Regions from separate parts of the Sus scrofa genome. Here region 2 is linked to region 1. The links are chromatin contacts, called in public promoter capture Hi-C maps. All regions are on one chromosome and are shown on one strand. The core of a region is the stretch at or near the end of the contact, and the rest is flanking DNA. Distances in the headings are between cores, read along the strand shown. Region 1 holds the start of CYTH1 (cytohesin-1). Region 2 holds the start of SOCS3 (suppressor of cytokine signaling 3).

Region 1 (5,942 bases), core at 2,351-4,850:
GAATTTCTATGTGCCTCTAATGGAGCCAAAAACAAAAACAGAATCCATGTATATATATTCACAACTGAATCACTTTGCTGTACACCAGACACTAACACAACCTTGTAAATCCACCATACTTCAATTGAAGAAGCAGAAAATGGGTGATACATGCATACGGTAAATAATTTAGCAGCAGGATCGGCGGTGTGTCTGGAGCCCTGGGATGCAGGTGAGATCCCCGGCCTGGCGTAGCGGGTTAAGGATCCAGTGTTGCCCCAGGTGCAGCTCAGATCTGATCCCTGGCCTGGGAACTCCACAGGCCGTGGGGCAGCCAAGTAACTACATAAATAGCAAGCTATGAATTTTCTAGGGCCGCCATAGCAAAGTCCCACAGACAGAGTGGCTTAAAACAACAGAAGTTTATCCCCTCACAGTCTGGAGGCTGGAAGTCTGGAATCAGTGTTGGCAGGGCCGTGCTCTCTCTGAGGAATCCTCTACCTCTTCCAGTTTCTGGTAACCCGGGCGCCACTTGGCTTGTGGCAGTGCCTCTCCAGTGTCTGCCTTCATCTTCACGTGGCCTTCCCTGTGTATCTGTGTCCTCATCTCTTTTCATAAGGACACTAGTCATTGGGTTGGGACCATCCTAATGATCTCATCTTCACTCGATTACATCTGCAAAGACCCTGTTTCCAGACTAGCTCACAATTCACAGGTACTGGGGTTAGGGCTTCAACGTATCCTTCTGGATTCACAGTTCGACTCCTAAGAGGATGGAGGGTCTGTACTGAAGAGTCTCCTGCTTCTGTTGCCCTGGCAACGGACTCCTCTCCCCGAGGCAGGGTGGTCTCCAGGCTCCCGTGTGACCTGCCAGCCACAGTCCACACTCATCCTCTATGGTGGAATCCTCAAGAGGGCACGGCTTTGTGGCCACTTCCTTTGTGCTGTGCCCCCAGCATGTTGAACAGTGGCTGGCACAGTCCAGGCCGCTCCCAATGTTTGTCAAATGGCTAAATGTACGAGTGAACACACGTCACATGTATGTGTATTTTTGTTAGAGATGGAAATATACACACCTGTCTGTCCTCCTTTTCCCACTTAATACAGCTTGGCACTCGGCTCACGTGGGTGAAGGTGGCAATCAGCCTCCATCTTTTAAAAGCCTGTGGGTGCTCCCTTGTGTGAAAGTATCGGAAGCCGGGAACCTGCTCCCTTTTGAACACTGTTTCTAAAGAAGTTTGAAACACCATCGTATATGCACAGGAAAGAATGCATCTGGGGTTACCTCGGCTCACAAAACTTGCTCTGAAATTCTAATGTTTGAAGAGATCTGGGGGAAGCAGCAGACAACTAGACTCCCTGCCTCCAGCTCTGCCCTTTGAGGTCTCGCTGTGCTCCAGGGGCTGAGGACACAAGCGGCAGGTGAAGCTGAACTGGTGGCTCCTATTCTACACTGTGAGCTCTGTGAGCCTCAGTTTCCAAATCTGTAGTGGGCGATAGCAGTTCAACGAACCCTCCCAGCCATGAGCTGATAGAGGGTCTTACGACAGTGACCCTCAGTCACGTCCATTTTACATCCCTACCAGCGCCAAACATCATCCTTATGATGTGTGATGGACGTGGATTCTATTTTATTCTGTCTTCTCTTCAGTCCATGGTGACTGGTTTCTCAGCCTTTCAGCGTCAGGACCTGCCTTTTGAACACTCCGTTAAAATGAAACAATGTAAGTTAAGGGAATTTGTAAAGAGTCCATTCTATGCTAATCGAAGTGATTAACATTCAGGCCCCGTATCCCTTTCCATCTCCAGGGACCGGGTTTGGGAGTTGAGATCAGATCTTAGAACTACCTTGTTACCTGAATTGCTTTCCTCCCAAGTTTTGGTCATTGAGCAAGAGTTAGGTGAAACCAGTGACGACTAAACTCCTAGGTCCACCAGAATCAACCTTTGAGAAGTAAGAGAACAAACACTCTGTACAGCGGAAGTGTCTGACTTCTGGAATGACTCGCAAGCAGCACGGAATCTAAGGAAAAGGAGACCACCTTCTCGGACGCTCAGGAGCCATCAAGCTTCTCCACCACAGGCTGGTCAGACAACTCAGGGGAGTCAGAGGGTGTCTGTGAACACATGATTGTCTCAGCCACCCAAGGGTGGGCCAGAGCTGCACCCTGATGGGATGTAACAATTAGGATTCCTCAGGCTGATGTGTTGAAATCCATCTCATCTAACAAAAATATTGTCCGCGGTGGAGAAGCCGAGTGCACGGTGACAGATCTGTCACTTCGGAGATCAATATTGGGCAGAAGCCCGGATTTTACAGGCAGAGGCTGTGTTCTAGGAGTGGGAAACAGGTCCGGGGAGTCGAGCTGTTTGCCCAGGTCATAAGGCAAATAGGAAGCAGATGCAGAAAGTTTCCTCATTCATTTATTCCTTCTGCATGAGAGGAATTACTTTTCTTTGTTGTCTCCTGGGAGGCATATTTTAGGGCTGTCTGGCCAGTAAGGAAACAGGCTGCTGAGACAGGTATTGCAATCCAGGTCTTGTGACCTTTAAGGGACATTTCTGGGGATTTGGGTTGTGCTTTCCTCCAGCAGCTCCGGGGTGCAGCACGTCATGCTGCGTGTCCAGAGCTGTGCACACCAGGAGGAGCCTGGACCTCCCTGTGCGATGAGTGATTTTGATGTCCCTTCCAGCTGAGGCACTTGTAATTTTTATGGGTAACACCAAACCAAGGAAGAGTGACTGCAACTGGGAGTGGCTGGAAAAATGGCGTTTTTCTTCACTTTTCTAAATTAAAAATTGCAGAGGTCCCCACCCCCAGGTGCAGAGCTCAGGCCCATGCTCAGCAAAGGGGGGCAGCTCAGTTTACTGGTGGGAGGGGACTGGTCTGCAAAGTGCAGGCAAATGAAACATGCAGGGAACAGTCTAGAAACTCGTGAATTTAAGAGGCACAGGAATCAAGGTCTCCGAAAGCCTTCATGGCTCAGAGACGAGGTGCTTCCCTTTGAAACTAGATCTGGTAAATAAAGACAAGTAAAAGAAAGTATGAGACTGGGATCTCATGACAGTCACAGTACTAAGATTCAGACCACAGTAATAGTGAATTCAAATATTCTGGTCTTTGGCCAAGGGCCAGGCTCCTCTGGCAATCTGGGCGGGCCTGACCTGCGAAGCTGACGTCAGCGAGGGCCACCCTGCCCTTCAGTGGCCGGACACGACCTTGGGCCTTTGTGGGCGGCCTGGCTTGGGTTGTGTCGCTGGGGCCAGCTCTGCCCTTGCGAAAGCCGAAACCTGCGGGGCCTCCGGAGGCGGCCGGGGCGGGGCTGGGGCTGGGGCGTGGTCGGGGCGGGGCCTCTGGCCAAGGGGCGCGCCGGGGGCGGGGCCTGGGTGGGCGAGCCTACGCAGGAGCGGGCGCTCTAGAGGACGCAGCCCCGGCAGCCCCGGCGGCGCGCGCGCGAACGGCGGGGGCGGGCCTGCGGACCCGGGGGCGGGGCCTGGGCGGGCGCGCGTGCGCAGGCGCCGGCCGGGAAGCGGCCGCGTGCAGGGGAGTGTGTGTGTGCGCGCGCGCAGGCGGCAGGCGGGGCGCCCCGCGGGAGGCGAGGGGCGGGCGGCGGGCGCGGGGCCGGGGGCGGGGCTCCGAGGCGGGCTGGGCTAGTGGGGCCGGGAGCGACGGGACCAGGGGCGAGCGGCGAACCGGGCGTGGAGCTCGGCCCCGGCACCATGGACGAAGACGACAGCTACGGTCAGTATGGCCCGTGGCCCGACCGGCAGACGCCCTCTTTCTCGCTTCCTCTCTTCTCCGGCCCGGCGCCCGGCCGCGCCTCTGGCGGCTCGCGTTTCCCGGGGACGGTGGTGCCGGACGGGAGCCCGGGGCAGCAGGGCCGGGCGGTGGCCTCCGCAGGGCAGGGGTCCGCGGTGGCCCGGAGGCGGAGGGCTGAGGGACGCTGAGGGGCCGGCGTCGCAATGTCCGGGTCTCCAGGGCGGGCGCCGGGGGTCGCCGGGCTGGGGTCTCTGGGGCCGTGGTCGTGGACCGGGGTCTCAGGGCCCGAGTGTCCAGGGTGGGGATCTTCGGGCCGATGCTGGCGAGGCGGGGATCTCCGGCCTCCGGTCTCTGGGACGTGGGTCTTAGGGCCCGGGGTCTCTGGGGCGAGGGTCACTGGGTCTGGGTCCCGGGGGCGAGGGTCGCCGGGGCGAGGATCTCGCGGCGGGGGTCTCGGGCTGCGTTCGCAGAGCGAGGGTCGCGGGGCCGGGGTCTCGGGCTGGGTTCGCAGAGCGAGGATCTCGGGGCGGGGGTCTCGGGGCCGGGGTCTCGGCGGGGGTCGCGGGCCGCTATCCGGCGCGGGCCCGGCCGTCCTGCAGCCCCACCGCGGGCCTCAGCGATCGCTCGAGTCCCCGCGGGCGCGTTCTCCGTAGTTTCCGGCCCTTTCGGTGTTCGCAAGTTGTGTGCCCCGGTCCAGGTCTTTGTTCAGAGCGAAAATGAGAAAACAGAGCCAGCGAACCCGTAGTGGGCAGGCTGCGACTTGAGGGTGCCGTCGGGGCCAGGACCCCGGCCACCCCCGATCGCTGACCGCTGTTGCGTGTGAACTGGCTGCTGGTACGAAACTCCTGCCGGGGAAGCCCGACGGGCGCGGAGTAACCCAAGTTTGCTTTCTTGTCTGCGCACAGAGACGCGGCATCGTAATCACACAACACAGAGAAAACTTGACAAAACTACCATTTTGCAAATCCTCCTCCAGCTAAGCTTACCCTGGAAGCTCTTGGCCAGCGGCAGGGCATTCCTCCCGCAAATAGCTCCAGATCGTGGGGTGCTGCAGGTTCCGTGAGATGCTTTAGTTAAGTCACTGACCATTTTGTTTATAGGAAATTAAAGAGTGGCCTATAGAAGGAGTGGTGAACTTTTGTCGTTTAGTGGCAGAGTTTGAAACGCTTATGAGGCTAAATGGAACCCAGTCCTGCTTTAGTGACAAAGCGACATAGGCAGCGTTTGTTTCTTGAATTCTGAGGGAGCAAGCTTTGTCAGTGGGCTAGGTTATAAATGTGAATGGTGAAGCATGTGGCTATGGTTTTCTGTTTATTTATGGGTAAGTTGTTGAGGAACTGCTGACGCCAGAAGGGTGGACCCTCAACCGTGAGTGGCAGACGGCAAGGGCCGCTGCTCTCAAAACCCGCTGTGGCCTGAGGTCCACAGCCCATGAGGGGTGGTACCCATCCCATGTCCCCTTGTTTCCTTACAGGTAAAAGCAGTATGTGCTGTTTGTTCTGTGATTGGGAAAAAAAAAAAAAAAAAATCACTAGACCGTAATGGGAAAGAATTAAAAAAAAGTGTGTGTCTCTGAATCACTTTGCTGTACAGCAGAAATGAACACAACATTGTAAATCAACAATAATGCTTCACCTTAAAAAAGATTTAAAAAAGGATTGAAATAAATGTGAAATTCTCTAAAAAAGAAAAAAAAAAAAAAAAAAAAAGACCCTCTGGCGGGGCGCAAAGGATTTTTTGGCCCCTCCGGGCTTCTCTCTTTCTGCCCACCCGGAGAAGCCTTCTCCAGCTTGGCCTGCTGCTGTTTTCTGTGCTGTTGCTTTCTGCCGGATCTCAGAGATCGCAGTGTTCTTCTCCCAGGCTTTCTTCATGCTCGCTCCTGGGGTTCTGACCCACCGGGCGAGGCAGGAAGCTGTTGGTCTGGTTGCCTTTAACACAATGACTGCCCTGCCACCAGGCATGACATGAGTTTGTGCTTGGAAGAGGTGAAGGGAGGCAGGCTGTACTTGTTTCCTGTGGTGACTCTAACTTGGTGGCTTACAACAACGTACATTTGTCTTAGAGTTCTGGAGGTCAGAAGTCCACATTTGGCCTCCCTGGGCTGAAATCAAGGTGTTTCTAGGGCTGTGCTCCTCTCTGAAGGTCCCAGGGGAACATCTGTCTCCTCGCCCTTTCCAGCGCCTGGAGGCTGCCCACGTTGCTT
Region 2 (5,942 bases), core at 1,871-4,370, 290 kb after region 1:
GTCATTGAGGGTTTGTGGATGAATGAACCTGCCGTGCATCAGAGCCTTATAATTTACAAAGCACTTTCTCATCCATTAACTCAAGGGCTGTTCCTTGTGAGTCTTCCTTGTCCTCTGCGGGGCTCAGCACAGATGGCCATGGTGCAGCCTCCCAATCAATGGATGAGAAAGAGAATGAACTCCTGATTCCACCGAGAAGGAGAATCCATTTCATTAGCCTGCAAGTATCTTGAGGGCAAAGACCGGGTCTTATTCATCATTGTATTTCCAGGCCCAGCACAATGTCTGGTACATAGAGTCCAATGTTTGTGAAATGTGTTGAATAAATCAACTCCCCCCTCTGCAGAAGTAACAAGAAGTAATCAGACTTCCTCCTTATGACTCTGCTCTCCAATATGCAGAATCTTGCTTTTTTAATCTCAGATCTCTGATGGGAAAAGACAATTATTCCTGGGTTACAGCTGGCAAAGCTGAACCCCAGAGAAGGTGGGGGTCCAGCCCACATCTCACTCAGTCCCCAGACATCGGCAGGGGAGAGAAGCGATGGCGCAGACTGAAGACACGTGGCAAATTGAAGGCACAGCGAGGTGCCTATCAACTGCCAGAGAAGCAAAGGAGCCAGGTCTCTGATTTCTAAACGCCCAAGGAGCTCTGCCTTCCTTTCTGACCACTCACTATCCTCCACACTGTGGCATCTGCGGAGAGGGCAGAGTCCAACGCCCTCAGCCCCTGCCACCTGCGAGGTGACAATCTAAGTGCCACTCAAGCTGGTTCTCAGATGTCCCCGGCACCCCACTGCCTGCTCGGGGACAGAGGACAAAACTTTCAATTCTTCCTAAAGCTGGCCCTGGTTGGCCCAAGCACCCCCATCCATGCCAAGGTGACCAAGAACAAGTCCATCATCGTTCACCTCCATCACCTCCTCTTCTCACCCCCGCGGAGAGATGAGACCCCGCGACATGCAGAGAGACACCCGGCACAACATTCTAGGCAGGACCGAACCATCTGGAAGAGGGCTGACTTCTGAAAACTGCTTTCTGGAAGTCCTCCCCGGCTGGACTCTCACTCCCAGGTCTGATTCTAGACTGTGATGTGAACTCGCCCAGGTTCCCCGAGGCTCCCTCGCCCCTCCCCCACCCGCCCCGCGCGCCAGCATCCCCACCGCCCCCTCGGGTTCCCCTTCCTGGGCTTGGGGGCGAAGCATCAAACTTCGCCGCACCTAGCGGGCCCCAGGGCGCCCTCTAGCGGACGCGGGGCGCGGGGTGGGGCCGTGGTTCGTCCTCCCGTCCCGCCGCGTAAAAGCACCTGGCCGACCCACACCGCACTTCGCAGGTTGGGAGACACAGAAGTGTGCGACATGTGTTTGTGTTGTTGTTTTGGAGGTGGGAGGCGGCACCTGTGTCGGCGTCCGCGGAGAGCCTGGCAGTGAGCCGATGGGCTGAGGCCGGACAGCTGCCACGCAGGCTGCGTCGTCCGCCCCCCCACCCCCCAACCTTGGGACTCCTGGCTTCGCCTTGAGGACATGCCCACAGGTGACCGTCGCGCATCCCCACCCGCGCGGGCTCCCAGCTCCGGCCCTAGTTTCGCAGCCCGGCCTTGGGGTGTCCCCAGGTCCCCTGAGGCACGCCCGGGGCTGCGTTCGGGACCTCCGGCGGGCGCAGGTGGGGCGAGGGGGGCGTCCCCGCGAGGTCCGAGAAGAAGGGAAGGGGAGCCGGAGCCTCTCCCGCTCGGCCTCCTGGAACTGCCCGCGCTCCGGGAGCGGCGCCCCCGCCTCTGCCAGAAACTGGCCTTCTTAGAAGGGAGGGGGGAAAGTGTGAATGAGAAGTTGGGGGCGGAGCGCGCGCGGGGGAGGGGCCGCTGCCAGGAACGCGCCGCCGGGGCTGGCGCCGCGCCCGCCGGCCGCCCGGGCCGCCTCGCGTCGCGCTTTGTCTCTGCGCGCGTCTCTGCGGGTCCCTGGCCCTGCTCGCGGCCCGCCCTCGGCCGCCCGCGGCCCCTCCCTCCCCTCCGCGCGCAGCCTTTCATTGCTGCGAGTAGTGACTAAACATTACAAGAAGACCAGCCGCGCAGTTCCAGGAATCGGGGGGCGGGGCGCCGCCGCCGCGTATATACTCGTGAGCGCGGCCTCCGCGGCGGCTCCGACTCGGACTCCCCGCTCCGCCGCCACCGCCACCGCCGCCGCCGCCGCCGCCGCCGCCGCCGCCGCCGCGGCGACTCCGGCCCCGCACGCCGCCCGTCCGGCCCAGCTCCCGCCGCCGCCCCTCGCCTCGCCCCCGCCCAGCCGGCCCGGGGGCGCGCAGGGGGCAGGGCGGGCGCCCCGGCGAAGCCCGAGCGACGCGCGCTCGAGGCCCCTTTGTGGACTTCGCGGCCGCCGACATCTGGGCGCAGCGCGGGCCACCGCTGGCCGCCGCGCCGCCTCTGCGCCTTGGGGACCGTAGGAGGCGCAGCCCAAAGGCCAGGGACTTCGGTTTAGGACCAGGTAGGAAGAAGGGGCGCGGCGTGGAGAGGGGGGGAGACTCGCCAGTCCCGGGAGCTTTTCCCGGTTTCCCCTCCCCTTCCCGGGTCATTCCCGGCAGGGAGGGGACGAGGTAGGGGGCAGAGCGGATGGAAGCCGGAGATCCCAGGTTCCCGGAACACCCGGGCTGGGGCCCTCGGGTTTCTCGTGTCCTCTCCCTACCCCCCATGCCTCGGGTTTCTCTCTCGGTCCCCGCCGCGCGGGGCCAACGGACTGAGCGGCGCCCAGAGCGTCCCCGGGGCCCTTCTCCTGCTCCCCGCCCCGGCCACGCTCCGAGAGATCCAACTTCCGCGCCCGAGTTTGCGACTCGGCGCCTTCCCAGTGCGCGCTGGGGAAGGGGCTGCCTGGGGGCGGGGGCTAGGCGGGCTCCGTGGGGTGTCTGGGTCGGGCCCAGGGCCCAGGCGAGCGCGTCCGGGACAGCGCTTGTCCCAGCCGCTCGGCGGAGGCAGGGGAGCCGGGGCGGGCCGGGCGCACTGGAGGGTTCCGGGCACTCACGCGGCGCGCGCCTTCCTCCCCGCAGCCCCCCGGGATGCGGTAGCGGCCGCTGTGCGGAGGCCGCCGAGCAGCTGCAGCCGCCGCCGCGCAGATCCACGCTGGCTCCGTGCGCCATGGTCACCCACAGCAAGTTTCCCGCCGCCGGGATGAGCCGCCCCCTGGACACCAGCCTGCGCCTCAAGACCTTCAGCTCCAAGAGCGAGTACCAGCTGGTGGTGAACGCAGTGCGCAAGCTGCAGGAGAGCGGCTTCTACTGGAGCGCCGTGACCGGCGGCGAGGCGAACCTGCTGCTTAGCGCCGAGCCCGCGGGCACCTTCCTCATCCGCGACAGCTCGGACCAGCGACACTTCTTCACGCTCAGCGTCAAGACCCAGTCGGGGACCAAGAACCTGCGCATCCAGTGCGAGGGGGGCAGCTTCTCGCTGCAGAGTGACCCCCGCAGCACGCAGCCCGTGCCCCGCTTCGACTGCGTGCTCAAGCTGGTGCATCACTACATGCCACCCTCCGGCGCCCCCTCCTTCTCCTCGCCTCCGACTGAACCCTCCTCGTCGCCCTCCTCCGAGGTGCCCGAGCAGCCGCCCGCCCAGCCGCTCCCGGGGGGCCCCCCTAGAAGAGCCTATTACATCTACTCCGGGGGCGAGAAGATCCCTCTGGTGTTGAGCCGGCCCCTCTCCTCCAACGTGGCCACTCTCCAGCATCTCTGTCGGAAAACAGTCAACGGCCACCTGGACTCCTATGAGAAAGTCACCCAGCTGCCTGGGCCCATTCGGGAGTTCCTGGACCAGTACGATGCCCCACTTTAAGGAGCAAAGGGCAGAGGTCGGGGCGAGGGGCCAGGGTCCCCTCTCCTCCGTGGCACATGGCACAAGCACAAGAATCCAGGCGTGAGAGTCCTGTAGCTCTGGGTGAGCCAGGGGACGGACAGGCCCCTCCCTCCGCGCTCCCCCCCACAGCAGAACAGGGCCGTGGGGACCTGGAAGGTGTTTGAGGGGAGGGGGAGAGCCACTCGCGCGCCCCTCCCCCGCTCCAGCTTCTCCGGAGGAGCCGGCGGGCCCAGGGGGACCACAGCAGCCTCCGCAGCGGATTCTCCTCTCCGCTTCCTCCACCCCCTGCGCTCGCAAACAGGGGACACTGCGGGAGTGCTGAACTCGTGAGAACTGCCGGGAATCTTCGAACTTTCCAACGGAACGTGCTGGCTCTTTGATTTGGTTTAAAACAGCTTTCAACCTGAGCAGGTCTTGGGCCTGGAAAAGGGTGGACGAGAGAGAGGGCGCCTCGGGGGCCCGGGGCTGCAGGCTGGCCAGGGACCTGGCCCCTCGCACCCGCCCCGGCCCAGGTGAGGAGGGTGGCGGCGGCATGCTCCATCCCTGGCTCTGGGGAGAAGGGCAAGGGGTGACCCCCAAGGGGACCTTTCTGCTCCCCGTCCCCCTCCCCCTTGGGACAGCCACCAAAAATACAGGTCCCAGAGTCCATCGAGTGCTGGAGAGCCCAGGGCCCTCCCCTGTTTTAAGGGGGAAGTGGCGTGTGGAGGGGAGAGCGGGCTGGTCCATTGTTCTTCTTTCCCCACCCAGGCTGTACCTTCCAGCACCTGGGGGGTGGGGAAGATGGAGGAGATGAGCCACCTTTGACCCCAGACCCCGGACAGAGAAGATGGGTGTTCTATTTTGTGCCTCCTGACTATGTCTGGCTAGGAGATTCGCCTTAAATGCTCCCTATCCCATGGATAGGGACTGGCACACAAGAAGCCACACACTCAGCCAATCCAGGCCGAGGCCAAGGGGTTCTCGCCGCGGTGGCGCCCACCGGCCACTCACCGTTTGGTGGGGCAGAGATGAGCGCAGGAAGATGCCAGCCTAGTTGGTATTGGCCGGTCAGGGGTGCCGGGGGCCAGAGCAGAGCCACCAGGCCCCAGAGCCCCCAGACCCTGCCCAGCCCTCCCTCCTCACCTCGGGGAGCTGGCAGGAAGTCAGAGGCCCCGTCACCCAGCTGCTCCCGCTCTGCAATAGCACTGATCAGTGAAAACCTACAAGAATGTAGTGGCGATGGAATTACCTGGAACTGTTCCTTTTTTGGGGAAAACTAAACAAACAAAAAGGTTTCTGTGTCAGGTATTGGGCTGGATGGGGCAGCTGTGTGTTGGGGTGGTTTCTTTTTTTTTCTGTTATTTTGTTTGGGTTTTGTTTGTGTTTTTTAATAATGTTTACAATCTGCCTCAATCACTCTGTCTTTTATAAAGATTCCACCTCCAGTCCTCTCCCCTCCCCCCCACCCAGGCCCTCGAGGCTGTTAGGAGATGCTTGAAAAACTCAACGAAATACCAATCCAAGTCAAACTTTGCACATATTTATATTTATATTCAAAGAAGAAACATTTCAGTAATTTATAATAAAGAGCACTATTTTTTAATGAAGAACCTGCCTTGAGCCTTTTTGCGCCCCCTCCTGCCTTGTTCTCTCCTGCACCCACCCCCACACTGTGCATCCGAGGGAGGAAGAGGAGCCACACCGAGGGGGACGGCTCTGCCCCCTCGCTGCCCCGGTGCGCCTCGTGATGGAATCCAACTCGGCTTCACGTCACCGACAAGCTAAGGCAGCCACCTAGACTCTACCGAGAGGGGTAATTCCTGCTAGTCTGATTCAGATCTGACCAGAATATGCAAAGCAAGTTCGAAGGAAGCGCTTCAAAGGGTTTGCAGGGAGTATAAGCTGAGCTGTGGTCAAAGCTTTTAGAGGCTCCAAGCTATTAGAGGCGCTGGGCTCCGTGGCCAGGGACGTGTTCCGAGAAAGCCCAGACTACAGGGTCCCGGTGGTGACCCCTGACCTCGGCCCGGTCCGGTGCAATGGAGGTGGGGGGGAGGGGCAGTCTCGGGGGTAACCCCCCTCCCCCACCCCCAGGAGCCCCAGCCTGAGCGGTGCCTGGGGCCACCTGCCTCCCA

Evidence for each region. Promoter capture Hi-C pulls out the DNA fragments that hold promoters and counts their contacts.
Region 2: a contact with region 1 is called in a promoter capture Hi-C map of liver, with 3 times the contacts expected there. The contact joins the promoter of SOCS3 here to the promoter of CYTH1 in region 1. A contact is called at or near these places in 1 of 5 promoter capture datasets (liver) and 1 of 2 datasets of contacts at active chromatin or transcription factors (alveolar macrophages).

The regions. Positions count from the first base shown.
Region 1 is chr12:3,352,665-3,358,606 of Sscrofa11.1, forward strand. It overlaps CYTH1 (cytohesin-1), which reads left to right and starts at 3,601. Exons shown (of 13, transcript XM_013989851.2): 1 at 3,601-3,721. The coding sequence starts at 3,700.
Region 2 is chr12:3,641,599-3,647,540 of Sscrofa11.1, forward strand. SOCS3 (suppressor of cytokine signaling 3) reads left to right here and starts at 3,121. Exons shown (of 1, transcript NM_001123196.1): 1 at 3,121-3,810. The coding sequence starts at 3,121. The coding sequence ends at 3,810.